Linked DNA regions of Mus musculus: regions 2, 3 and 4 are each linked to region 1. The links are chromatin contacts, called in public promoter capture Hi-C maps. All regions are on one chromosome and are shown on one strand. The core of a region is the stretch at or near the end of the contact, and the rest is flanking DNA. Distances in the headings are between cores, read along the strand shown. Region 1 holds the start of Clec4e (C-type lectin domain family 4, member e). Region 2 holds the start of Clec4a3 (C-type lectin domain family 4, member a3). Region 3 holds the start of Clec4a4 (C-type lectin domain family 4, member a4). Region 4 holds the start of Clec4a1 (C-type lectin domain family 4, member a1).

Region 1 (6,784 bases), core at 4,088-6,587:
AAAAGGAGTTCCAGTATCAGGTCCAAATTGGGATCCAGCTCATTGGGAGGCCCCAAGGCCTGACATTATTATTGAGGCTATGGTATGCTCACAAAAAAGGGACTTATCATGACTGCCTTCTGAATGACCCAACAAGCAGCTGAAAGAGTCAGATATTTTCACCCAACCAATGGACAGAAGCTGCTGACCCCAGTGGTTGAATTAGGGAAAAGCTGGCAGAAGCTGAGGAGGAGGGTGACCCTGTAAGCAGACCAGCAGTCTCAACTAACCTGGACCTCCGAGATCTCTCAGATACTGGGCCACTAACCAGGCAGCATATACCATCTGATATGAGGTCCCTAACACATATATTGGGTTTGGGTTCAGTCAGAGAAGATGCACCTATTTTTTGAGAGACTGGAGGTCCCATGGAGTAGGAAGGTCGCATGGGGTGAGGGGTGGGGTAGGTGGGGACACCCTCATGGAGATGGGGTTGGGGGAGGAGGTATGGGATGTGGAACAGTCAGAGGGTGGACCAGGAGGGGAATAAAACCCGGACTGTAAAAAAAAAATTAAATAAAAAAATTTAAAAAATAACAAAAAAAAGTAAAAAAAAATAAGGATATTCTGTCTTTTTCAAGTTACTATTTTTCCATTATTTCTATTTTAGGGCAAAATATTCCATTTTACCCTTTTAAAAATCTGCATTGTAAGTCAATGATTCTTCAGTTCCTTTTCATTTTCAGCTAATATTTCTCTTTCATTCTTTTGGCAATCCTAGGGAATGGGAAAGCTAGAAGCCTATACCTCCCAGTTCCTTCTTCCTGCATCCATTGTCACCAGTGATGGATCTGAACTTGCATCATTGTAACAAAAGCCAACCTGAGCATTTCCCCCAGTATGTTCTCACTTTAAGGTTATCTAATGAGACAATTTTCTTGCAGAACAGTACTTACCTCAGGGACTCTGTGAAAGGTGTATCATCCACCCATTGCCACTGACCCTCCACCACCTGGTCTGTCAGTCCAATATAAAACTCTTTCCTTTTAGGTTTTGTGCGAAAAAGGAATTCCTAAGGAAGACATAATAATAATAACTATTATTATTAATAGATGAAATCAAGTCTTTTCATTCTGAGGAAATGTTAAAGTCATTAGTTTTCAGAAGAGGTGAAACAGAATGAGACTAGACCTGAGAAGCATGCTTAAAACTTTAAGATTACTGAAGGCTATCTATTAATTTTTTTCATTGTGAGAAGCTACAAGTAACAAAATTCAACAGATGAAGACCTTCTAAGTTCTACGAGATTCTTGGTAATTCATTCAAAGTTTCTCTGATGTTAATGACAACCACATATGATGTATCTATTTATCATGAGAAATTAATCAGCCTGAAGACAACCTGTATTAGATGTTTGCCCTCACTTCTACAAGTATCCATCAACAAAATATTATTCTAGAATTAGATTCGTACTCTCCCCTCCATTCTAGTTAATATGGGAACTCCTCATTTAAATTATCATTTTAAAGACTGTAGCAATGGTGAGAGAGAATGTAAGTCATGCAGAGAAACAGTGACAGGGGCACATTTCAGCCCACACCATTGGCAACAATTGCAGCTCACACATCACAGGTTCAGGTGAACATATCTGAAAAGATCATGGCATCAGCACTGAAGAGTTTGTTGGCCAATTACCTGCTCTTCCTGTGTGTCGATAACCACCAGGTGAGCCCCCATGTCTGAGCAATTCTTTAAACTTGATGACCAGGTCAAGGTTGTCGTAGAGAAAAAATAACAACTAGATTGATAATGTTTCCAGTTCAAAGGACAGCAATTCTTGACTGAACCTAAGAGGAGAAAGGCTTCAGACATTGCCCAGAAACTTTGCTAATGATTCTGTGTGCTGCAGATGGTTATACCTGATGCCTCACTGTAGCAGGAAAGCTCCTTAATATTTCTATGTGGCTGTAAGTTCTGCCCGGAAATTTGAGAGCTGCGATATGTTACTGTAAGAGGAAAGGGAAGTGGTTAATGCTTTGTGTCCTTTTCAGTGCTGAAACCCTTGCCCTCCTGTTTTGTGCTCATAACAAAACAGCCAACAGTGGTCACAATGTTTTCCCACTATTCCCCCCTCCATACTGGGATGCCCTTCCTCAAAGAAAGAGTAATTCATATTTGATGGCTTTCCTAACTTAAGAAGAATAAGTTTTATTTTTGATACATGTTTGCAGTACCTTCTGAGTCATGTCTAATCATCTAAACCTTCCATCCATAAAGAAAATTGTTGTGTCCTCATCCTGACCAGGTATCTCAGCTGCAGGTTAACATTTCATAGAGAAGGCTGACCTAATGATAGTGGTCTGAGAGGAAGAATTCAAGAGCACCAAGGGAATGGAAAATATACACTGCAAAAATATGCAGAGATGACTGAAATTCAGTTATAGTTGAGTTTCTGGCTTAGGAAACAGCCTAGGGCTTGAGGATGGATAGAGAGAAAATTGAAATAAAATGATGCTATACATCTGGTCAAAAAAAAAAAACCCACAGCAGGGAACATCATAGTCCATAACTGAGCCTATGAATATCACGTCTAAACTAAGTCACTGGTTCTCAACCTGTGGGTCTCAACCACTTTGGTGGTGGCTTATCAGATATCTTGAAGAGCAGATATTTATTTACAGTACTATTCATCACAGTATCCAAATTACTGTTACAAAGTAGCAACTAAGTAATTTTACACTCAGGGGTCACCACAATATGAAAAACTATTTTAAAGAGTTGAGGCATTAGGAAGGTTGAGAACCACTTAGCTGAATTAATGTGGAGTGTGGGACCATGCCATAAGAGGAATGGTATGGAATTGGTGAGGTAGAGCATATTTAAACCCTGGAAATCTCAGAACTTGAGAGTGGCAGGAGTAGAACTAGCTCCTTCCCTGTTTCCATGCCTGCTTCAGAGCCTATAACCAGGTGACCCTTAACCACGTGGTCAGTCATGGACTCAGCACCTAGAACACCTCTCCATAAAAATGAGGCATTTCAGTAGCCGTAGCTTTCAGCCAATGACCTTTACCTTCTCTGGATATTCTCATGCTCTTCTCCAAAACTATATAACCCTTGGCTCATCCTGAATAAAGTCTATGCATTCAAATCCACCTCCCACAAAATACTGACAAGCTAAGATTGTCTCAGAGAGCTGCTTCATTAAAGATGTCAGACCCGTAACACTAAGATTCTTAGCAAAAGCCTTCTCCACGCACACATAGCCGACTTGATCCCAACCAGATGGGGATCCTGCCTGTTCCAGACTCTGCTTCAATCTTTCAGCCCAGTCTGCAGCAGCGACTGATAGGGCCAAGGGAAGAGGCAGACTGTGGACCCCACGCTTTCAGGACTTTGCCCAGCCCTCTCCAAGCCAGTGTACCAGCAGCATCGGGACACCTTGAGGGGAAAGGTGGAACCAGGAAGCGCAAATTAATATAGTGTCAAGTTGCCATTTATATATTTGTGTTTATGTCCATAGATGAATAAACACAGCGCAGCCTCCATCGCAGAGCCTGTCATGGTGGTGACTGGCAGAGGATGAAGAAGTACAGGACTACACAAGGTGCTGAGAATAAATAATGGATAGTGTTCATCTCTAAACCAGATATTAATCACCCATTTTATGGTGTTGGGTACACTGCAGAAAAGGGAAAGAATGTAATAGCCTGAATAAAAGGCGAATAGTTGGGAAAACGGCATCTTCTGGAGAGGACACAGCTATTACAATCACAAACCAACAGGCCTGTGCTGGGTTTGCCAAAGAATGGTTGGAGAAGGGTACGTCTTCTGTTGGAGTGCTTCCTATTGATAGATTCAGGGAGTGGGGAAATTGCTCCTTTCAATTGTGTACTCTGAATGACCCTATCATTCTCCAATGGATACCCTCCTCCAATGGATGTTCTCCCCCAATGGATGCCCTCCTCCAATGGATACCCTCCTCCAATGGATGTTCTCCCCCAATGGATGCCCTCCTCCAATGGATGCCCTCCCTCTGTGATCATACAGATGGCCCATGTTAAACCCAACTAAACTAAACTAAACTAAACTAAACTAAACTAACTAAAACTCATGAAACTGAGAAAGGAAGCAGGTGGGGTTAGTAGTGAAGGGAGGTACATAAGAGAGGGTGTGAGAGAAAGAGTAATGGAAAACATTATATACACATATGAAACTGTTAAACAACAAAGTCGGTCAAGAATAATTAAATATAGCATGCACAAAACTTTATTAAAACAAAACCAAAAAGCCTCTTTATAGGAAAAGTGATGCACCAAGCAAGAATCTACTGCTAGTGTTTGCCATGGAGAGACAGAGTGAATCTGATCATCAGAACCCACCGACACATCTGGTGATGAAACAGCCACTGAGAAACAGGATGGAGGCCCCGGCTATCGTCCAGGAGAGCACTTGGGAGTTTTTGAAGCATCCTCTCTCTGTAGGAAGAAGGATAAAATACACAGTGGATCTTCCCAAAGCAATATACGAACGAGATTTGAGTTGACTTTATCTTTACTCCTTCCTGTTTTCATTTCATATCTACCAGTCCCCAGGCTTGCCCATGCATCCGTGCCCTCTGGAGACTGTTGGTCCTCACCCAGAAAGCTAACAATCCAGGCGAGCCGTGTGGAAGCCTCTGCTTCCGGCCGATGTTAGCCTGGAAACCACACCTTAAGAAGTCTGAGCTTTTCATTTCTACTCTCCCCATTTAAAATGCTTCTGCACTTTAAGGACTGCCCTCCGTGCTTCCTCCCTTTCTTCTCTTCTCATCTTACCTCACTTTCTCCCTTTGCCTTTCTAGTCTTTCTCCTGCTGGGCTCTTCTCAGCATTTCATTTTTAAGCTTTTTGTAAATTAGACCAAACAGTTGGCAGCCATGCAGTAAGTACTTTCTTATGCCAGATATACATTTTACAGACAATTCGAGTAAATTCCACAGAAGTGAAGGACTTGCTCAAAGACATTCAGAGTATCACAGAAGGTAGAAACAGTCAGCAGGCAAGCTCCTCCCACCTCCCTTGGCCCCTTCTCCCAGACTCCTCAGCAAGAGCTCTGACCTTTCCTCTCTTTTGTTTTGTTTCCACCTCAGTAAGTGCTTTTCTATCACCCTAGCCCTTGGCAAACTTCTAAGAGAGTCAAGGAGGATGCCTAGATTGTACCTGTGTGGTGGGATGCAGGCGATTTGGTTGAATTCATTCTTCCTTTTTCCTGCCTTTCTTCCTTTTCCTTCTCTTCTCAGTTTAGAAAGAGCCCCTGGAAAGTGAGTCTTGAATGGTGAATCCTTGGCCCTCTTTTTAAAAGTTCAAGACTAACAGACCGGATAGCACAGTATGTCAACGTGCTTTATAGATGTGCAATTAAGTCAGAATTTCCTCTCTTGCACAAGGACAAGGAGTTTAGTGGACACCACGCCAATTCTCACTCCAGACCACAAAAGAGGAAATGATGAAGTATATGCTAAGCATCAAGAGAAATGGCAGAGAGGCCTGAAAAATATATCTGTGTTATTTTAGTTGGTAAATGCCTTACTTTTCTCAAAGTCTAACTTGGTCCCGATTTTCCTTTGGCACTATGTGCCTCAGTACCACATTCTGAATTCTTGTTGTTTTTTGTTTGTTTGTTGTTTCTATCAAGTATACATTTGTTCACAGACAGGAGGCTGAGAGCCTCTAAATTATCTCTGCCCACACCACACAGCTGGGAACATAATGTGCATATTTACAAGTTGGCAATGAAAGTTTTCTTTAGGTCCTTTCTGTTCCTCTTCCTTTACCAGCTCTTAGGTGCTCACTGTGTGGAATCTGACCCCTTTACCAAGATGCTATCCACTGGACTGTTTTATAGATCAGCCACACATGCCTTTGTGAGTCAGTTCAGTTTCTTAAACTGACACACAATGTCTAAGGACTCATTAGGTACTTTAATTCTATTTTTTATTTATTTGGAAATTTTAGAGGAGGAACAGATTTGAGTGTCAGCAGAAGCAATTTCAGTTAGACAGAACTCAGTGTTTGTCTGGAATGTGAGCTTGATATAGGATGTCTTTCCTTAACTTCCTACAAGTTTTCTAAAGACTCTTTAATGTCTGTAAAAGTCACACTAGTATCAGCTGTCTTGAGGTTATGAGTGTCAGGAGATAGAAGTGCTACACATATGACTTGGTAATCCCCGTGTTTGATGAGCCAGATTTCCTATGTGCTACACAATATTTTTTTTGCCTCAAGGAAACTTTCTATTATTTCCACAGATTGGAAATTTCCCTCAGAACTTTTTATTTTACAGACACGTGGATTTTTTTCAAGTATCTTGAAGCATATTTTAAAATTGATATGGCTTGGTTGAGTTGTCACTGAAATTTCATATGTAAGGCTTTGCTCCCCAGAGAAGAGGCTTTGTGGATGTATAGAGATGAGCTCTTGTGAAATGGCCATAGCTTCAGTGGCTTTGAAAGAGTCTGAACTATTTCAGTCTTCAATGGTTTCTTGACTTCTATCATGGTGTGCCATCATTTCCAAGATCCAAACCATGGGGTTACCAAATCCTTGACCTGATACTCCAGACAAACATGCCAAAAGAAAACTTTATTTCTGTATCATTGGTCTTTTGTGTCTCAAGATTCTTTTTGTAGGCTAGACTAACTTTTGAAACCCATAAGCAATGTAGGTTTTGCTATCCTCTAGGTCTTTTTCCTAAGTTTTTTCCTTCAAAGTCTAAAAGTTTTCACTGTAGAGTTTTATGTTTGTTTCCTTGGTTGGGTTTATTTCT
Region 2 (6,994 bases), core at 564-3,063, 340 kb before region 1:
TTTGAGGACACTGTTAGAGATCCTTTAGCTAGATAATGTAAAGAGATGGGAAGTTGTTTGCATAATTGTTTAAAAGCCTTTGCATAATTCTCTGTGGGAGAATTAAACTTTGGTGTTCTTGACACACCTACCTGCACCACCTACAGTGGAGGTAGCCTCTCTGCCTAATTTATAGGCTTGCGCAAGAGGCTGCCAGGGACCAATATTTTAAATGACTTTATAGTGACCACCGCACTATTTATTTGTTTGTTTATTTATTTAGTGTACGTGCATGTGCGTGTGCATGTGTGTGCGTGCGTGCACACACGTGTGTGTGTGTGTGTGTGTGTGTATGCGTGCAGGTAGATGAACATGGAAGTTAGGACAATGTGCAGGAGATGGTTCTCGCTTACCATGTGAGATCCAGGGATTTAACTCAGCTTGTCAGGTTTGCTAGCAAACAAAAGACTTGAAGGTAAAAGATGCTTGTCATACTATACCGCCGGTCCTGACCACCATATTAAAACAGAGGAGTGTGATGCATGTTCAATTGCTCTGTGGCCTTGGCTCCAGAATGACGAAGCATCACTACAGTCATCCGTATGCAGATCCTAAGCACAAATAAACTGTGATTGAGAAATAAGTGCTTGCTGCTATAAGCCAGCTGGGTACGGGACTGTGGATGACACAGTGTAGTTAGCTCACAATGTGAATTTTTCCCCTAGGGAGATAGCGGCAATTTTAGAACTCACTTTTGCATAAGGAGCTTGAAGGATGGTCTCTGGGAGCGAGCAATTACAGGCGAGAGGGTATGTGTCCATGAATCACTGCGTCCCGGAACCTCGTACAGAGAACTACGAATTTTCTTGCCCTTCTTCTATCCTTTAAAAATGTGATTTTTCTCTTTGCTTACTAAATAATTCAATTTCAGTCAGGGCAGGTGTCCATAGTAGGATGCGATGATCTGACTGTGCAGAGGGCTGGCTTGATGGCAGAACTGAAGCCCTAAGCGGTGAGGGGAATATTGGCATGCTGATGAGAAAGCGCATGGCCTTGGGGGTGGGTCCACAAACCTGAGAGGTGAGGAGGGCAGCTGTGTCTGACAGCGGGCAGGTGAGGAGTCTGAACTCAAATAGGGTGAGGCAGGCACCCATGCTTGGGGCACTTCTCACAGGAAGTCAGAACCCCAAACGAGTGAGCAGAGGGTCCTCAAGGAGCAGCGTGGGATGATACCTTGGCATTTGGGAGGATGGGGACCGTGCATAGTTTTGGCTCCAAATCAGGCTGAGATTCCGAGACTAAACCGGATGGCTGGACCTTTCTCACAAACCAGGCATGGGTTTCAGGAGCTAGGCGAGGCACAGGATGTGACTGACAGTGGAGAATACAAGCTGGAAACTCAGCGACTTTCAAGATAAAGAGAGAATCCTTGCTAGGATGTGGAGGAAATGGCCTGTCAGAACCCAGGCAGGTTAAAGAGAGTGCCCATGCATAAGGCAGTGCTGGAACGGTTTCCAGAGACTGAGAAGGGTGAAGAGACTGTCCCTGCGTGGTGCCACAGTCTAGGGTGTGTACTAGGTGCCTTTGGGATGAAGAATGCTTCTGTCCGTGACAGGGACTTGAGTGTGGTGCTAGAGACTCAGGAAGACCCACTGGCAGCTCTTCAGAGATCACGAGTAGAACTTGGCACATGCTGGGTAAAGGAGGCCTGATTGCGGAGGGTGCCTCAGGGTGAGTGTCAGAATCTCAACTCCGTAGGGAGTTTGACTTCTCTAATGCCCTGGTTCCTCTTTTTCATTCCTTCCTGTTTTCTTCTCTCACCCACTGGGTTCTTGGTATAGCTGTAATTCTATGATTGGACGGAATGCATTTTCTGTCCGCGATACTCCCTTTGCAGGCCAGGGGAGTGCTGCAAGCTGAGGGCAGCTGTCTGTTACTGCCTCTCATTTCTAGCTGGTGTCAGGATTATTTGCTGTCACGTTTGTTTCTTGTTCAGGAGATATTTTAAAGACGGGATGACACACATCTTCTGAGGGCAGGGGAAACTTTCATCTCAACATGTTTTCAGAAAACATTTATGTTAACACGAACTTCAAAAATAAAGTTGACTCCTCAGACATCGACACAGACTCTTGGCCAGGTAAGAAAGCATTTTCTGCTGCTCCCAGTTAGTGATTCGGTAAAGGACAAAGACAGATGGTCTTAGATGCGGCTATGCCTGCAGGTCCCTGGAGCCTCAGCCAAGTGTGTTGCCTGTAGACAGACATGGAAGGTCATAGGATTGTACAGTGGAGAAGAGAAAGTGTTGTCTTTACTTTTACCATCTAGAGAAAAATAATACCATACGAGTATATTGTATCTTTTCTACATGTAGATACACATAAATATGTGTACCATATTGTTTCAAAAGTTAGGCTACTGTATAATAATTCCCCACTCTCTATTTGATAACATAGCATAGTTTGTTTGGTATCTAAGTGTTGCATAGCTTCTTTCACTCTTTTCATCCCAGTGATGGAGACTGAAAGCAGGACCTTACACATGGTTGGAAAGTATTGTAACTCTTTTAGAAGTGGTGACTAAAAATGTAGCGATTGTTACCATAAAGGTATACAAAGGTTTACAAATACTTCTTGACTATCACATTCTTTGCAGTTGGAAGTAAGACTTTAAAAGTATAAGATGAAATACTCTGCAGTCATTATAAAACTGATAAAGAAGACATGATGATATTAAAAAAAATGGTTGGATGTTTCACCCCATGTCTGTAGTAGCAAAACTCAGGAGGCTGAGACAGAGGATTGCTATAAGTTTGGGGCCAGCTTGGATTACATAATGAATTCAAGGTCTACCTTGGGAACATACCAAGACTCTGTCTCAGAAATAATACAAAAATTATAAAGGAAAAAATTCACGATTTAATGAAAAAAAAAAAGCCACAAATCAGTATTTATGATGTGCCAATTGCAGAAAATATGAATTTATGTGTGAAAGTTTTAAACGTGTTGGAAAATGAATATCAAATATTGGCGACAATTATCCTCAATGTTAAGAATGAATTATTCTATATTTTGGAATGTTTCTAAAATTAACATGATTGTTTCATATTTACATTCTCTTATTATTTCAAACATCACATTATTAGTGTTTATCAGGCACAGCAACAGAATAGGAAAAAGAAGAGGAAATAACAGAACTCAAGAAATGAATTTTGTTTGTCTTTCAGCTCCCCAAAGGAAGAACACGTCTCAGAAAAGTTGTCACAAATTCTCTAAGGTCCTCTTTACCTCACTCATAATCTATTTCCTGCTGTTGACAATCTTATTCTCCGGTGCTCTGATCAGTAAGTACAAGTACAGAGGAACAAGTAAGCAAGGAGAGAAGTAGCTATTAGACAGACAGCTATCCAGAAACCTGGGAAAGAAACCTATTCTGGGGCGATAGAAAGTATTGGAAATTTTGATCTGTCTCAGAATTACTGTCCTGTAAAAATGATGGAATCCATTCTGCCTAGAGAAACATGTCCTGGAGCATCTGTTAGATCTCAGTACCGAGGATGAATCTGTGTCTCCTTGGCAGCATTTAGAAGCCAGCCCCATTGGACACCCAGATGCTCATCTTTTGGAATGAGAAGGGGATGAGAAGTCATGGACCAGGCTATTCTAGGGACAGTGCTCCAGTGGAACTCCTTCTAAATATATATATATATTTCTGTCCCAGTCTGTGTGAGACCTGCAAGCTATTTTTAAAAATTTATTTATTTATTTATTCAATTTATTTATATTCTAAATGTTGCCCAACTTCCAGAGTTCTTCTCTTCCTCCCCTGTCCCTTTGCCTCTGAGAGCGTACTCTGGGGGATGACAGGGAGGGAGTAGGGTGGATATATGGGTGGGTGGGGGAAGAAACACCCTCACCTATACTCTTTTTTTTTTGCCTTTAAAATTCTGTTTATTTAGCATAGGTACACGTAAAAGAGAAATCATCCCCAAAGCCCCCTATACCCTCTCCCGGCCCTGCTCCCCAACCCACTCACTCCCACTTCCTGGCCCTGGCATTACCCTGTACTGGGGCATATGATCTTCGCAAGACCAAGGGCCTCTCCTCCCATTGATGGCCGACTAGGCCATCCTCTGCTACATATGCAACTTAGAGACACATCTCTGGGGGTACTGGTTAGTTCATATCGTTGTTCCTCTTATAGGGTTGCAGACCCCTTTACCTCCTTGGGTACTTTCTCTAGCTCCTTCATTAGGAGCCCTGTGTTCCATCCAATAGATGACTGTGAGCATCCTCAGAGCTAAGGAAGGAAAGACCATCCAGAGACTGCCCCACCCGGGGATCCCATATACAACCACCAAACCCAGACACTATTGCATATGCCAGAAAGATTTTGCTGACAGGACCCTGATATAGCTCTCTCGTGTGAGTCTATGCCAGTGCCAGAAAGCTAATTTAGAAAACAGTGGATTTCTCTGTAAATTAGCTTTCACATTCATCAAAAATTTAAAACTATAAACTGTATTTTATGTAGGTGTTATACTTAGCATTCAATAATTACTAATATCCATTTACTATGTATTGGGCAGCATGTCAGAGAGTCCACATGCTGGCCCCCAGTCTCAAGAAGTTTTGAGAATGTTCAAGTGAACCAGTGCTTAAAAAAATCATATGGGTGATGCTATGCAGGTAAGAAGTAAGAAGTAAGCTCAGGGGCTAAGAAAAGCCAGGAGGAGATGACATCTGGACCTGTGTGTGCTGGCATTGCTATAGACATATGCGAGCATGGAAGATATGAACAAATATCTTCAGTGCATTACTGAAATGTGTAGTGTTCCATGAAATGGCTGAGGCAGACAAATTTGGACTCATATATAAAAAATAACACATAGCATACTACACTTATTTCCTCTCTGTAATTTATTTTTTTAGTAGCTGTTGCTGAGTCATTATCTATCTTAAAACTTTGTAGGCTAATTGAACTATCGATGTAATTCCTGCTCCCTGGCTTCACCAAGACTGTTCTGTCTTGGGAGATTCTCATGGTCCTAGGTGAACGTATGTGAAGGACACTTGGACACTCAACCTTCTTGAAAGATGACATGTCTCCCTAGAATAGGCTCATATTATGCCGCAGAGCCCTTCTATTGCAGTGCTTAGCCGTGCAACTCTCTCGGGCTGCTGAAGCACACTCACTCTATCCCGTGCAATGAGACTAGCCTCATGGGATATAAGAGCTGAGTGGCCAGCGACCTATTGCCTAAGCATAGATATATCAGGGGAAGCTCCATGTTCTAGTCCTGCAAGCGCCTGGGCAATAACCACCTTGTCTCTCCTAGTTTGGGCCTTAAGCTTACAGACCAATCAAAGAAGCAACACTAATCCACAGCAAAGTGTATCTCCAAATAATATCAATCCCACCCATTCTTTAAAGAAGGAAAATGCTGAGGAGATCCAATTGGGTAATCCTTTGGTCAGGGACAGGTCCAAGCGCGTGGAGTTGACCTGAAGTCTCAATTCCCGAAGGATCTGTTCAAATTCAGCCGTCCAATTCTGTAACATATACTGAAAAAGACTTTTTGACAAATTAGCTGTCCTAGTAAATTTCTCATACTGAATGGAAGTAACACACAATCTCGGAAACTTTTGTTCACATCCCAGCTGAGTTATTTGTCATAATACATCTAGTTGTTTCTGGACAAGATCTATGAGTTGATTAACCAGCATGAGACCTCCCTGTATCATGACATTAGCTGAGGCCTGTTTATCTATGACTGTAGTCACTGAGGCTGACAAAGTGTTAATGGTGTCAGTCGTCTGGACCTGTCCAGACAGAGCCAAGGCTGTCTGAATCAAGGCCAAACCCAGTTCCTAGTTAGTGGTAAAAAAGCAGGAGAATACTTGAGCATTATACATCACCGTCATTGGGAGTGGAAATGTCGACATTATCCCCCAACGCTGCTCTCTCTTTATTATTGACGCCCTGGACATCACCAAGACGAGGGACATCAGTATTCCCTTGGTCAGTCTGGATTTTTCGGGTGAGTCTTTCTGGTATCCAAAATGGGTTGTCTTCATTCTGTGGGAAAACACAGATAGCTCCCCTGGATCTTATCAAAATAGGATCCGGGCCATACCATTTATTATCAAGGACATTTTTCCATTTAACCATCTCATTGGGCCTATCTGGCTCTGAACAATGACGTTCAGCCGCAGTATGGCCATGAGCATCAATATTTAAAAAATTGAGTGTAAAGAGTGCCATAGACACAGACACTCTTGGTGCTTGGGGTACAGTCTCCTCAAAAGTTCCCCTCTTCTGTTTTATAAGATAGGCTTTGAGGGTGCGATGCGCACGCTCAACAATACCCTGTCCTTGAGGGTTGTATGGAAGTCCAGTCAGGTGGGTTACGTCCATCTGACGGCAGAACTGCTGGAATTTTTGAGACGTATAAGCTGGTCCATTATCAGTCTTAAGGAGTTTGGGTTTCCCCCAAGCACTCCATGCCTCAAGACAATGTTGAATCACATGTGAGGCTTTTTCTCCGGTTAACGGAGAAGCAAACATGATGCCAGAACATGTGTCAATGGACACATGGAGATATTGAAGTTTTCCAAAGGAAGAAACATGTGTAACATCCATTTGCCAGACCTGTAGAGGTCGAATACCGCGTGGGTTAATTCCCACATGAGGAACTGGCAAGAACTCACAGCAGCTTTGACATTGAGTAACAATGTCACGGGCTTCTTTTCTTGTCAAGGAGAAACGACTGCGTAATGTTTCAGCCGTCACATGAAAATTGTTATGAAAATTTCTTGCAGCCTCTACCGGGGATGATAGGGCAGCAGCCACCACTTTAGTGGCCTTATCTGCCAAATCATTTCCCAGAGCCATGGGGCCAGGTAGGCCTGAATGGGCTCTAACATGAGTAATATAAACAGGAAATCTTCTAGATAACAAAACTAATTGTATCTGCTGAAAAATATTGGCAACTCTACTGGAAGGCTTAATCACT
Region 3 (6,929 bases), core at 4,102-6,601, 300 kb before region 1:
GTAAAAGAAGCATGGGAGGAACCTGGACAGTACATTGAGCCTGTACCCTGTGGGCATTCTGGCTGTAATCTATAAACCACTTCATCTGGGATCCAAGTCTTCTAGACTGTCATCAGTAAAGTAAGGTACCCTATTGCTGTAGTGATAATTCTGGAATTTTGGTTTCTTATAAAAAAAAACCCCAGAAATATAAGAATAAGTTTTCATGTTAATCCCAGGTGTGGGGATATTGGGATATGAAGCTACTTTAGACTGTTGGCAGCAGCTGTCTATGATTTATTTGCTGCATGCTCTAGCAGAGGCATGTTTTTTTTTTTTTTTTTTTTTTTTTGCCAGCTGTAGATAGTATCTGTGATTGTGTGGCATTTGGATTTCTGGGACCTTCTCAGAGGGTGTAGAAATGCTAGGGCCTGTAGTGGTGGGGTTGGAGGTTGTGGATCATTCGGGGGGTTGGTTGTGGTTTGTTAGTAGTCATGCTCAAAGAAATGAAAGGACAAAATTGGATTTAGGCATCTCTCTCCCTTCTATCCTTCTTTCTTATATAGTGATGGGGGTGAAATTGGGGTGATAAGTGATGGGAAGAAGAAGAACTCACAAAGGAGCAAAGACCAGTTATATATTGCCTCTCTGCTGATGAGACAGGAGAGGTGAAACAACCCTCAACATTTGGAAGAGGTGAAGAGGGCACCTAAGGATAATGTTGGCTTTGTACTGGGTTGGGATTCCAAGACACAGAAGGTTGAAAAGAGGTTTGCTTGTCTTTTACTACTTTATGGGTTCTTCTTTTCCACCCTTTATCCTTTATCCCCCTACATTATCCCCAAGGTTTCACCTCCTATTCACTAGATAGAAGAGAGAGAGAGAGAGAGAGAGAGAGAGAGAGAGAGAGAGAGAGAGAGAGAGAGAGAGAGAGAGAGAGAGAGACTGTCTTCTTGTTTCTTCTTTGAGCACTGGAGAGGGACTTGGCTACTCTCATATTATGGAAGGACTCACATCCGAGTACCTTCTAGGTCTATGTGACTTGACTGGGATACAGATACTCTATGGATTATAGTATGGTCTGGCTGGCATACAGACATGCCCTTAGTATACACCTTTGATCCCAAACAATAGAAGGAAGCAGCCATATTTGATAGTGATGTCTAATTTGGGAGGAGGAGGTTGACAAAGTGGTGATGAATCAAAGATTTAACAGAATGTATCAGAGATAGGATATATTCAGTTCTCATTAGAACATGAGAGGAAAGAGAGACTACTTAAGATCAATGCAGGTATCATTCCCCTTGCTCTATTTCACTGTTAAATATTTGCTGCTTCTTCCCTCTACCCTGCTAACCATTGCAACTGTGGATCAGCCTTTAGTATAACTGTCACCAATCCCTTCCAGTATTGGGGTATAATTCTATTTAGAGTAGCCCAGTTATTTAGAATTTGTTTCACATAAGTTGAGTGCATCTCATATGACATCATGGCTTCTTTACACGTATTATTTCCATAAAATGCCATCCTATCTTGTTATAACCTTGTTCTGTACCATTACCAGGTACTTCTTATATGACTTTTAGGAAAGCTGATGTTTGTCTCATAACTCCAGGCTTCCCCTTCTCCCACTCTGTCAGCATAATTGGTTAGAGATTAACCCTTTCTCTCAAAATGGCCTGTTTCATCAGATTGTCCTCCTGCATTTTGAGCTAATTTCTGACCCATACACCCTCTAGCACAGTCTCTTTCCTCATACTTCCTGTGAGAAATCCCCATTCTCTTGCTCAGGCCTGAGCCTTTTATGTTCTCCCTTTTCAGTGATCCTTGTTCTCTTGTGCTTCCACCTCCACCCATAGTTTTTCCAGTTGCACAGCCAACTTTACAATCCTTTCAGAAACAAAAGAATAGACTGACCCCCTTTGTTTCCACCCGTCCTTTTTAGTATTTCATGCCCCTCCATTTCTAGCCACAATTTTTTCCAACTCTTCAGACAGTCTTTCAAACTTTTTTTTTGAAACAAAATATACAAAGATAGAAAAAAAAAAAAAAACAATCCAGAAAATCCCTCTGAGAGCACTGCTGGGGATATCCTAGTAGTAGCAGTTGCAATAAACTTTTTACTGGCTTCTTAAAACAAAGTATCCATCTTTCCCCACCCCATGTCATTTCCTTCATGGCATTTGAAATCAAATTTCTCGTTTTTATTTTTAATTTTTGAGCCCCAGATTGAGGCACCACATATTGCCTGTTTTTTTTTTTTTGTCTTCCTTTGTTACTTTGTGGATTCTTCTTTTTCCCACACTTTATCTCTGCTCCCTCTCATTTCACCACACTTTAACTAGATAGGAGAAAAAGGATAGATGGGAGAGAGAGAGGGAGAGAGAGATCCTTGAATCTAATTTCTTTCCTTTTTTTCTTCTTTGAGCATGACTACTAACAAAACTACAACCCCCCCATCCCCCCAAGAATCACCAACCATGAATATTGGGGCTATAGAATCTACATGCCCTCTGGAAAGTTCCCAGAATTCCAAACATGACACAATAGTAGAAATTGGCAAAATCACACCACTACTAGAGCACAAGGTTGACCATAGCTAGCTGCTGTGAAGAGTCCAAAGCAACTTCATACCCCCACAACTTCGATTAAAATGAAAACATATTCTTATATTTCTATGTTTTTTTTTAGAAGAAACTAAAATTCCAAAATTCTCAGTATAAGTTTCCTTGCAGGGGGTAGACCAGGCATGGGCAGAATGTATATGGTGGAAAGCTCAGTATGGGACATTACTGTCTATTAAGGTAAGGAGAGTATTCTTGCCTGGTTGTGGGTGACCTGGCATTGGGGGTTAGCAGTCAAGTAGGATGAGGAGAGTGTCTAAACAGAAGGCAGTGTTGGTGTGGGTTTCAGGGACTGGCAAGGTAAGGATGATGTCTGTTTTGTGGGATACCTCTGTGTGGCCACTCAATACCTTTAGGGCAATGATCATTTCTGTCCATCAAGGTGACCTTAGTGGAATAATAAAGCCCCAAAGAAGCTGAATGAAGTCTCCTTAAAGATCAGTATGAGGAGTCAGAGCACAAGTCAGTCAAAGGAGGTTTTCCACAGCCAAGGTGTAAGAACTTCAGGAATATGTTTGGTCCTGTGTGGAAATATTCAGCCTAATGAAGGAAGGTATCACTTCAGGAGACCTGAAGTTTGGAGCCCAGTCAGAAGGGACAGGCCTCTTAGTGAAGGGTGATCGATGTTAAGGGAAGGAGAGGAGTAGCATCTTAAAGATTATCACTTGGCAGTTTGAGATACAGATAATAAACATAGATTTGTTTTCACTCATAGATGTAGGTTAGAAATGCAGAAATCTGGGAAATAAAATGAAATTTGTGGCATTATATTAAAATGGCCATTATAGTGTGAACCCATGGTTTTCAGTGTGTTTGGATACAAAAGCAAGAGAAAAACCAATAAAAACTGTGTGTGTGTTTCTTATGCACTCTTTGCTTGTTATATGTAAAAGCATGGGAGTAGCTAGAGGAGATTCAAAGAAGGAAAGTATTTGGAAGAACTGAAGGTTGAGCTTGTGGCTATGAGCTGGAAGATGTCTGTGGGAGGGACTCAAATCATCCCAACTTTAGCAACTAATGTAAGTGTCCCCTCTTTTACACTGTGACCCATTTGATTTTCCAACAGTGCAGTGAACACTTAGCTCATGCTGAGGAGCATTAGGATTAAGAGAGACACAAGAAGAGAACAATGTCCTCCCACAAGCTACTATCCAGAGCTGTTTCAGGAGCTCTAGATGTGACCAATATCAAAGTGAGTGGAGAGTCCCCATGCAGGTAGTTATGTACCTGTGGCAGGAGGCAGAGTGTTCAGAGGATCAGCTTCAGAAGAAACAGGATATGAGCTTTGCCTTCCCAATACTGTAGGCAGCTGAGAGAAAAGTGGGATCCCACACAATGGTGAGGTGTCGCAGACCCTCTGATCCCTATGTCTGCGTGGAACGGGTCTCTAGTCGCAGGTGGGCAAAGCATTGGATGATATGACAGACAGATGTACACAGGAGAGGTTGTGTAGAATCTGAATGTATTTGTCAGGTTGAGCATCAAACTTTTTATAGTACAGAAAATACAAGGGTCGGAAGTCACAGCAGGCAAGGTACATTGAAGTTACCAGGTACAAAACAAAGGAATGACTTTAAAAGGATTTACAGGAACCAGGTAAATGTTTACAGTAAAGATAAAGCAGTCCTGTCTAGGGTCAGCTTAGTGACAGGCAAGGATTTTACACTTTAGTGTTATACCTGTGAACCTTGTGAAGGCTAGCACCAGGGGGTTCTGCTCTTGGCAGACCTCAAGAATAATGTAATATCACAACCCACCTAATTTCCTAGGCCTTGCTAAATTCTTATATGAGTGTAACTTTTAAGTATCTGGAGAATCTCCAGTTGTCAGGAGAATATACCAACTTGCTTTTAATATTCAATGTAGCCTTACTGAAGATTTCTATCTTGGAGAGATTCTCTGGCTCTTTCTGCAGACCAGTTGAGCCACTGGCTCTGTCTATTGTAATGCTTAATTAGTTACTGAATAGGCTAACTTCCTTACTGCCTTCTCACAGGATTTTAAGCTCTGGCCGCTTCTGGGATCTTGGAACACTGGGGAGACTAACTATAACATAATTTAATCTTAAAAGGTATTTATAATAAAATATTAAAAGAGAGCTCATAGATCCATACACCAGACTAACGCAGGAATAGAGTATATGGATAAACTCCAGGAGGTGAGCTTCCTTGAAACTCTCTGCCTTGTGAGTGGCTTTTAGGCTTCACAGTCTGTCAAGCTGACTCGACTGAAGTGCGTGGCAGTGAGGGACAACGATCCTCTAGAATGTGATATCACAATTTGTTTCTTCAGTCAAAATCAATGTCATGTCTTAAGTGTTTGCCCATTTTGTCTGGTTTTCCTTAAAAAAAAGGAAAACTGGTTTGCATATAGAACTGCGCGAGTTTATGTTTGCTGTGTCTTAGGATAGAGTTCTCTAATAGCATGGTTCCTCTTTTCTTCTCCTTCCTATTTCTTTTCTTCCCCCTTTGAGTTCCCACTTTGCAGTCCTTGCATACCTCGCTGAGTGGGTTTGAGGGCTACAATTCTTATTTTCTTGTATTAAGAGGTTGGATTTCCCCTGTGTGACCTGAGTGATTCCGTGCTGTGGTTTCTTGTTCTCATGTGGTTTAACCTAGTGAGACATGCCTCTTCTTTCATACAATTGTGTGACATGACAACCTGTTGCTGCAATTGGTTCTCACATACTACAGAGCCTTAGAGAGAGAATGAGTTGTGCTTTCTGAGGGAGGCAGGTCTTTTCTTGAAATGGCTTCAGAAATCACTTATGCAGAAGTGAGGATCACGAATGAATCCGACTCCTTGGACACCTACTCAAAATGTCCTGCAGGTAAAACAAAACAAAAGGAAACAAAACCACCTTTCTGTACTTATGTAGACTGGAGGATAAAGGAATGGCCACTAGCAAAGTTAGGTGGTATTTGTGAATGATTCTTTGAGCGCTCCCATCTGGTATTTTACTGGAGTCTTAGTTGTTTAAACTATTTGTAGATCAACTTGAAGAGCTGGACAGTTTTATAGTGGGAAGGAAAAGCTTTCTCAGAATGTTTTTTGCTCTTGCCATTTACAGAAACTAAACCTTGAATCTTGCTGCATTTACTGCTCTATACAAATGAGCATAAATACATTTTTTTTCTGAAAATGAAGTCATATTGTTTAATAGTGATCTCTACCTTCTATGTTTGACAGTATTTTGTAACTTCATGAAAACTGTTTCTGTGTTGAGATTTTATCTTGAAGGAACTTTTTCATTTATACTATAGATCACAGAAGAACCTCTCACTTGATGGCTAGTTGCTGTGCCACTAAATTGTACCTTCCTCCATGAAGTTTCCAGCCATGTGGTGGTGGCTAGCAGACAGACATTATGCTAAAGTGATGGACTATGAATAGAAATATTTATCTGTTATTGTATATGTGTCTTTAATATTTTGGCAGTTTGGAAGTTATTTATGTATACAGTGCTGAATCTATAATAAAGAACACTAAGAAAACATAGTGAAATGAAAATGTATTTACAATACTAATGTAAAGAAAAGTTGTAGGCCAGGTGGCACTATTTATGTTGGGTCATCATGCAGGAAAACACTTTATATGCACATACTTTAAGATTTACTGCAAGGGCCAGGATTGGCCTAATTCCAGCACTGAGGAGGCAGAGGCAGGAGGATCACTGAAGATTTGAGCCCAGTCTGGTCTACATAATGAGTTGCAGACCATCCAGTACTACACAGTGAGATCCTACCTCATTACACTTCCCTTCACACACACACACACACACACACACACACACACACACACACACACACACACACCTCCATGAAAGGCTATGAACCAAGTATTTTCATATATATATATATATATATATATATATATATATATATATATATATATATGTACATATATATACATATATACACATATATATGTATATACACACACATATATATTTTTCAGATCTCAAAATATTAATATCAGTTATTTCAACAGTGTAAGTTTGTGCTTTTATTTTTCTGTTACTTGAAATGTTCATACTATTAGTAAATTATGTATCCTAGACAAAATGGGAAAAAAGAAGTGTGGAAAAGAAGAAACAAGGATGGACTTATTTCTCATGAAATGAATGTGCTTCTCCTTCTAGCTCCCAGAGAGAAACCTATCCGTGATCTAAGAAAGCCTGGTTCCCCCTCACTGCTTCTTACATCCCTGATGCTACTTCTCCTGCTGCTGGCAATCACATTCTTAGTTGCTTTTATCAGTAAGTATCCTGCACACATCAATGGGCCTTGTCTGCCTTAGATGAAGACAGGTTCCACTCTAGCAGTT
Region 4 (7,468 bases), core at 4,236-6,735, 370 kb before region 1:
TATATGCGTCCACGGTCACTGTCTTCAGACACACCAGAAGAGGGAATCGGATTCCATTATAGATGGTTGTGAGCCATCATGTGGTTGCTGGAAGAGCAGTCAGAGCACTTAACAGCTGAGCCATCTCTCCAGCCCGATCCAGGAGCACTCCCGACTGACTCTCTACGGGCCTCCTCGCTCCCCTCCCTTACCCTGGTGGCGGGGAAGGGCAACCTTCCCGCAGGTCTTTAAACCTACTCACTGGAACAAGGCATCTAGGTACCCACACAGGGGTGGGGTGGACAGAAGTGGGTCAGAAGTGGGGCGGTAGGTCAGAAGTGGGGCGGTACAGACAACCCACCACAGCTCAGACGCACATAAGACAATCCCCAAGGCACCATAAAGCCAGAGCCTCGGTGGGGAGAGCAGCGGCCCTGACCACCTCCAGGACCCTAACTTGCAACCTCCCCCATGCGCACGGAAGGGGAGAAGCCTGAAGGGAAAGAGGCAGGTGCCTTTGAGTTGCTGCGGTGGTGGTGGCAGGAAGCTGGTGGAGGCAAGGCAGGAAAAAACCAGAGGGGGTCCACCGACAGATGAACCCCCCCCCCCCCAGGAAAGACCCATTGCATGGGCCACACCCACACCACAGGCTGGGGCTCACCGCCAGGGAGTGACCATCCTTTATAGGAATGACAAATGGGCTGAGAAAGAAATTAGGGAAACAACACCCTTCACAAATAATATATCTGGCTGGGTGTAACTCTTGATTAAGCAAGTGAAAGATGTGTATGACAAGAACTTCATGTCTCTGAAGAAGGAAATTGACGGAAGTATCAGAAAATGGAAAGATCTCCCATGCTTATAGATATACAAGTTCGCATTCCTACAAGCAATGGAATAGTGTAGGATTAACATAGTAAAAATAGACATTTTACCAAAACCAATCTATATATTCAATACAATCCTCATCAAAATGCCCACACAATTCTTTACAGACCTTAAAAGAGCAAGGTCTTAACTTCATATGGGGGGAAAATCCCTCAGAATAGCTAAAAATCTTGTACAATAAAAGTTTCAAACTACCATAGAGCAACAATAATGAAAATAACATTGTACTGGCATAAAGACAGACAGGTTGGTTAATGGAATTGAATCTAGGACCCAGAAATAAATCCACACATGAACAGACACTTGATTTTTGACAGTTGTAGTGGCTATTACTGGTTGTCAACTTGACTATATTTGGAATGAACTACAATCCAGAATTGGAAGGCTCACCAGTGACCCTTATCTGGAGGCTGGGAGATAGAAGTTTCTGATCTGGATCTTGGTATGGAGATCTTGAGGCATAGTGGCTATGGATTCCAGAAGATTAAATCTCCGAGTTCAAGATCATCTAGGATTAAAGGTGTGGTGGAACACATCTTTAATCTGGGCTAGACCTTCTGCTGGAGACAATATAAGGACATTGGAAGAAGGGAGTCTCGCTCTCGCTCCTTCGCCTTCTTGCCATGTGGGACTGAGTAACTGCTAGATCCTTGGACTTCCATTCACAGCTACTACTGAACCATTGTTGGAAATTGGGCTGCAGACTGTAAGTCATCAATAAATTTCTTTACTATATAGAGACTATCCATAAGTTCTGTGACTCTAGAGAACCCTGACTAATACAACAGTGAAGCCAAAATCATACAATGGAAAAAAGAAAGCATCTTCAAAAAATGATGCAGGTCTAATTGGATGTCTGCATGTAGAATAAGGCAAATAGATCTATGTATCTATTACCATGAACAAAACGCAATTCCAAGTGGATCAAAGACCTCAACATAAAACCAGACATGCTATGTCTAATAAAAGAGAAAGGGGGAATAACTTTGAATGCATTGATACAGGAGACAACTTCCTAAACAGGACACCAACGGCTCAGGCACTAAGATCAACAATTAATAAATGGGACCTCATGAAACTGAAAAGCTTCTGAAAGGCAAAGGACAATCGATAGGGCAAAATGGCAATCTATGGATTGGAAAAAGATCTTCATCACCCTTACATTCAACAGAGGATTAATATCCAAAATATATTAAAATAACTCAAGAAATTAAACACCAACAACCCAAATAATCCAATTTAAAAATGCACTACAGAGCAAACCAGAATCCTCAACAGGAATCTCTAATGACCAAGAAGCACTTAAAGAAATGTTCAAGTCTTTAGTCATCAATGTGTCTCTGAGATTCCATCTTATACCCCATAGAATGGCTTATATCAAGAACTCAAGTGATAGCACATGCTGGCAAGGAGGTGGAGCAAGGGGAGCACTATTCAATTGCTTGTGGGAATGCGAACTTGTATAGCCACTTTTGAACTCTGGCAATTTCTCAGAAAATTGGGAATAGTTCTACTTCAAGACCCAGCTGTATGACTCCTGGGCATATACCTAAAAGATGCTCCACCATACCACAAGGACATTTGCTCAACTTTGTAGCTACTTTATTTATAATGTCCAGAAACTAGAAACAACCTAGATGTCCCTTAATGTAACCTTCTCTCAGCCTGAAGCTGGCTGAGCCAGACCTTGACCTTGCTGTCACTAAGGGGATTACTTAGGATGGAGCCTTCCTCCCTAGATCACTCTATTGTTCAGCCACTGTGGCTGTTCCTCTTCAATATACCGTTACCTGCTGAGAGGCCCCAGAGCTATTCCAGAGACTACACCCTATCCTGCACATCATCACCTGCAGCTGGTTCCAGGCTCCAAGGATGAATTGGCGGGAATGGGCCTCCCCCCCTTTTTATAAGCGCAGTTGCCATTAAACATTTGAACCTTGAACAGACTAGCATGTTTTGGTTCCATTATTTCTCGACCTGCCTAGGTTCCCTCTTTTCTTTCAGCTCCAGGTTGCCTCCCAAGCTCGAACCTGGACATGAGAGCCGCAGGCCGACCCCAACACCTTAACCCAAGAATGGATAAAGAAAATGCACATTTTCACAATGGAATACTAATCAACTATTAAAAACAAGGACAGCTGGGCAGTGGTGGCGCACACCTTTAATTCCAGCACTTGGGAGGCAGAGGCAGGCAGATCTCTGAGTTCGAGGCCAGCCTGGTCTACAAAGTGAGTTCCAGGACAGCCAGGGATATACAGAGAAACCCTGTCTCGAAAAAACCAACCAACCAACCAACCAACCAACCACTACCACAACAAAACAAAACAAAAAAAGCCAAGGACATCATGACATTTGCATGCACATGGATGGAGCTAGAAGATATCATCCTGAGGGAGGTAACCTAGACCCAGAAAGTCACGTATGGTATGTACTTGCTATGTCTTGAATCATGGGAAACCCAAAGCCCAAGAATTTCAAACTCTGCTGCAATTTGCAAAAATCTTCTTGTTTCAAGTTTGAACTCGGATCACATGCCTCACACTCACAGGGTGAATGCTGGCAAGGGATGCCTGAGTCTGGAAAACACTGGGTTTATATACAGTACAGTTAGGAATCTCCTGAATGTTCACAGAAAAGGGGAGAGGAGGGCTGTAATCATTTGGTGGGATGGAACTGAAGCCGGGAAGGGGGGGCGGTTAATGTGTGTCTGTTCAGGGACTAATTTTATGGCCGGTTGTAACTGTCTGTGCTCTCTGATTACCTTTCCTTCATGATTTAAATGTGGGGCCCTAATCTCCTTTGAGTTTGTTATTTCTTTAAGGTCTCAAGGACAGGCATCTGGAGAGTTTGGCAGCTTATCAGGAAGAATGTTGTTTCAGAGACACAGAGGCAGGGAGGATGTCCTGCTCTAGAGATGTCTCCATTAAGGGGGAGATTTATGGGTAGTGCCGTTCTAATGCTAGGCTGACTTTTGGGAGCATAATCATTATCATTCTTTTGAATTGTTTGAACTCACTTTTGAATTCTTTTGCAACGTTCTTACATTTCTTCCAAGTTACTCTCATTGGGGACAATTACTGCCTCTGCTTCCTTCCACAACTATAAAGACTTTATGAATGTCAGCAGCACACTAGAACACGGCATTGGGAAGAGTAGGACCCTGTATCTCCACATCAGTGTCACTCATATTTGACTCCAGAATAAACTGTTACTTACTTCCCTTGTGGTAAGAGCTGTGACTTTGGGTTGACAGTTTTGGGCACTTGAATGTGGGGTCCCAGGATGGTTCTTTTTCTCTGGAGAAATTCTACATATTGGCACCAGGTACCTGCACAGGCCCCTTGTGTCTCACCATCCATCACTGCCTTCTTGGGTGGCTGCTGGTGAGTTCTCCTGGGGCTGGGCCTCCCTTGGATTGGTGGATGGTTCATTGGTTTATTCTGAGCTAGTTATGTGGATATCTTTTAAACTATTTCACAGCACTCAGTTTAAATGACCTAATGTTTGTTTCTGATCCTTCAGCTATTTTAAGAATGCTGCTGATTTCCTAGCATTTGGCCTTTTTCTCCTCAGGTATCTAATTTTTCTGTGGCTTCTCTTGTCAATTGCAACTTTGCCACATTACTGAAGGAGGGCCTGCTCCTTGCAGCCCACAGCGTCTCGATGCTGTGGTATGTGCGTTGCAGGCATGTATGTGATTGTGTGCGCATCCATGCTTCACAGCCAAGCTTGACAAAGCATATCCTCCTATTCCTGAGTTGTGAAGAACTGTGTTGACTCCGTAGGTAAGACACATAAGGTTTAATCTCCCAGTGCCTTGAGCTTCTCATGTTCCTGAGAAGATATAGAACAAACTTGAGACACTCGGGAGAAATGATCTCAGGGTCTGTGTAGGGAGCATGCATACGGGGCAGTGTGTGTGTGTGCGCGCACACTCTAAAAAGCAGCACATAGCATGAGTGAAGATGGTAGATGACAGCCAGGCACAGTCTGCCAGCCTCCAGAGTCTCCCAGGGAATCTGGAGAAAGCAGAAGAACTGCTAGAAGAGGTGGGAACTCGACACAGCAGAAGACAAAGTCCAGAGCCATCCCAGGGCTTTGGCTTGGTTTTTAGGAGCTCCTCACTCCCAAGATGAAGGAACACAGGTTGCAGACTTTGGAAATCTGCCCTGTCTTACAGTGGTGCACATTCTGAAGAGCCAGAAAGATGCCAAGGTCAAGGACCCTCTTAGAATGGAGAGGTCAGAACTCGGCTGTTTGGCTAGAGTGAATGTTGTTTCTCCCTATAGGCAGCTTTAGCTCATGTTGGTTGCAGAAATCACGTTTGTGTGTGGAAATGCCCAAACTCTGCTGTGGAGTGCTGAGAGCACCGGTTTCAGGGGAAACTTCTCTAATGCCTGGTTCCTCTTTTTCCTTTCCTTGCCACTTTTCTTCCTCTTCCCTGTTCAGGCCACAGTGTCCACAGTGTTTGCATATCCATGACAAATGCGTTTGAAGCTTGCAATTCTGTTTTTTTTTTTTTTTTTTTTTTTTTCTGGTTGTGGGGATCAGCCCTCTGTGGCCCAGAGAGTTCCACCCTGTGGTTTTAAATTTTCATGCTGTACTCTCAGAGGTACTTGCCCATTAAGTGTCTCTGCACCTTATCCTGGATGCTGGATTAATCCTTACCATGTTTATTTCTCGTTTATATTAAGTGTATTAAGACTGACACAGGTTCTCTGAAGAAAGCAGGTCTCTTCTCAATATGGCATTACCAAACATTTATACTGACGTGAACTTCAAAAATCAACCTGTTTCCTCAGGCCTCATCTCAGACTCGTCTTCATGTACCGTCTCAGACTCGTCTTCAGGTAAACCTTCCTGCACCCCCAGAACAGTGAATCATTTTCTGGTGTTCTAAGCTAATGGTGAAATGAAAGAAGGTGTTTACGAACAAGGCCTGCGGGATGTTGGTGCTGGCTGTCTCAGAGGCTGTGGTGTGAGACAGGAGATAATTCAGCAGGTTCAACTGTCTGTCAAGTAGCTTTGAAAGGCTTTGCCTTGTACTGGGCAAAGAAATGAGTTCAGGATACTGTCTTTAGAGAAAGTTTGAGTTCTACTGCATGTTTTTTATGTATGTAAAACGATACTTTACCTGTGAAAATAATGTTATCTATTACTTTGTTTTCTGTTTACTTACCAGCATGTCATAACTTTCAGATATTGATATTTGGGGGATAGTTTTATCTTGAAGGGGAGTTTCAGTGTCCCTTTCTCCACCCATACTGGGGACAGGAAGCAGGGCCTCATCCTTGCTGAGTATAAGTTCTATTGCTAGAGTTACTAGGGTCTATACTATTTCTGAGAGAATTTTATTTAATTTTTAGCTAGCGTGTAAGCCAACCATTTGATTCATTTTGGCATTTTATACAGACATCACTATCCCTTGTGTACATCCCTAACCCTATCCCATTCTCTCTCCTTGCTCTCTTGATCATCCCTTCCTCTTTCTGAAATATTCCTCCCTTCTGCTTTCATGGCACATATCTATTTCTACACACATGTGCGCGCACGCACACACACACACACACACACATACACACACACACACACTCCTCACACAAATGCACACACACACGAATATACATGTGCACACATACATAAATGCATACTCACCCACACACCAACACACTCATATATCTCCACACAAATGCATACACACACACAGAAGCATACACACACACCAGCATACACAATACATGCATTCACACATACATGCACACATACCCACACCCACATAAACAAACACACATACACACCAGCACTCACACATACATACACAAATACATTCACACACACATACACACCACACATCTAAGTTCACCAAGTGTGAAAGCAGCTGTGACATTTGCCTCTTCCTCCCCACTACTCTCTTCTTCTTTCTCCCTTTCTTTTATGCCTCTTCCCCCCTCAGTCTCTGTCAACTCAGAAAATGGTTTCTAATCAAGAGACAGCTAAAAAGATGACATTAGACCATATCAGAAACATGGGAAGTATGCTTATACAGACTTAGTCAGTTTTGCATGCTTCACAGTAATGCTAGAGGCAGTTTGGGAGATTATTTCAATATACAACAAAGTTCTATGTAGCCATAATAAAGAACATTAAAGAAGAAAATATGGTGACAGAAAAATGTCCAGAAAATAACAGAGCAGAAATAAGTGATTGTGCCGGGTGTGGTGGCACACGCCTTTAATTCCAGAACTCGGGAGGCAGAGGCAGTGGATTTCTGAGTTCGAGGCCAGCCTGGTCTACAAAGTGAGTTCCAGGACAGCCAGGGCTATACAGAGAAACCCTGTCTCGAAAAAACGAAAAAAAAAAAAAACCAAAAAAGCAAAAGAACGAAACCACCCCCCCAAAAAAACCCAACAAACAAACAAACAAACAAACAAACAAACAAACAAAGTGATTGTGATATGTCAGTCATATGGGGAAATGTGCACACATGTACACCTTAAAACTCCATAAAAGGGCACACACACACACACACACACACACACACACACACACACACACTCGTGTCTCTCAAATACCAATATTAATGAGTTCTTGTCAGTGATAG

Evidence for each region. Promoter capture Hi-C pulls out the DNA fragments that hold promoters and counts their contacts.
Region 2: a contact with region 1 is called in a promoter capture Hi-C map of macrophages, with 6 read pairs. The contact joins the promoter of Clec4a3 here to the promoter of Clec4e in region 1. A contact is called at or near these places in 6 of 39 promoter capture datasets (embryonic stem cells, liver, macrophages and 1 more) and 1 of 9 other capture datasets (liver).
Region 3: a promoter capture Hi-C map of embryonic stem cells shows a contact between it and region 1, with 2.6 times the contacts expected there. The contact joins the promoter of Clec4a4 here to the promoter of Clec4e in region 1. A contact is called at or near these places in 4 of 39 promoter capture datasets (the C10 cell line, embryonic stem cells, liver and 1 more).
Region 4: a contact with region 1 is called in a promoter capture Hi-C map of macrophages, with 7 read pairs. The contact joins the promoter of Clec4a1 here to the promoter of Clec4e in region 1. A contact is called at or near these places in 7 of 39 promoter capture datasets (the C10 cell line, cranial neural crest, hematopoietic stem and progenitor cells and 4 more), 4 of 115 datasets of contacts at active chromatin or transcription factors (bone marrow-derived dendritic cells and embryonic stem cells) and 2 of 9 other capture datasets (adipose tissue and embryonic stem cells).

What each region holds. Positions count from the first base shown.
Region 1 is chr6:123,284,534-123,291,317 of GRCm38.p6, forward strand. Clec4e (C-type lectin domain family 4, member e) reads right to left here and starts at 5,338. Exons shown (of 6, transcript NM_019948.2): 1 at 5,179-5,338; 2 at 4,361-4,456; 3 at 1,899-1,985; 4 at 1,675-1,826; 5 at 936-1,051. The coding sequence starts at 5,215.
Region 2 is chr6:122,950,831-122,957,824 of GRCm38.p6, forward strand. Clec4a3 (C-type lectin domain family 4, member a3) reads left to right here and starts at 1,814. Exons shown (of 6, transcript NM_153197.4): 1 at 1,814-2,119; 2 at 3,206-3,322. The coding sequence starts at 2,038.
Region 3 is chr6:122,985,016-122,991,944 of GRCm38.p6, forward strand. It overlaps Clec4a4 (C-type lectin domain family 4, member a4), which reads left to right and starts at 5,352. Exons shown (of 6, transcript NM_001005860.2): 1 at 5,352-5,433; 2 at 6,745-6,861. The coding sequence starts at 5,352.
Region 4 is chr6:122,916,363-122,923,830 of GRCm38.p6, forward strand. Clec4a1 (C-type lectin domain family 4, member a1) reads left to right here and starts at 5,486. Exons shown (of 6, transcript NM_199311.2): 1 at 5,486-5,717. The coding sequence starts at 5,612.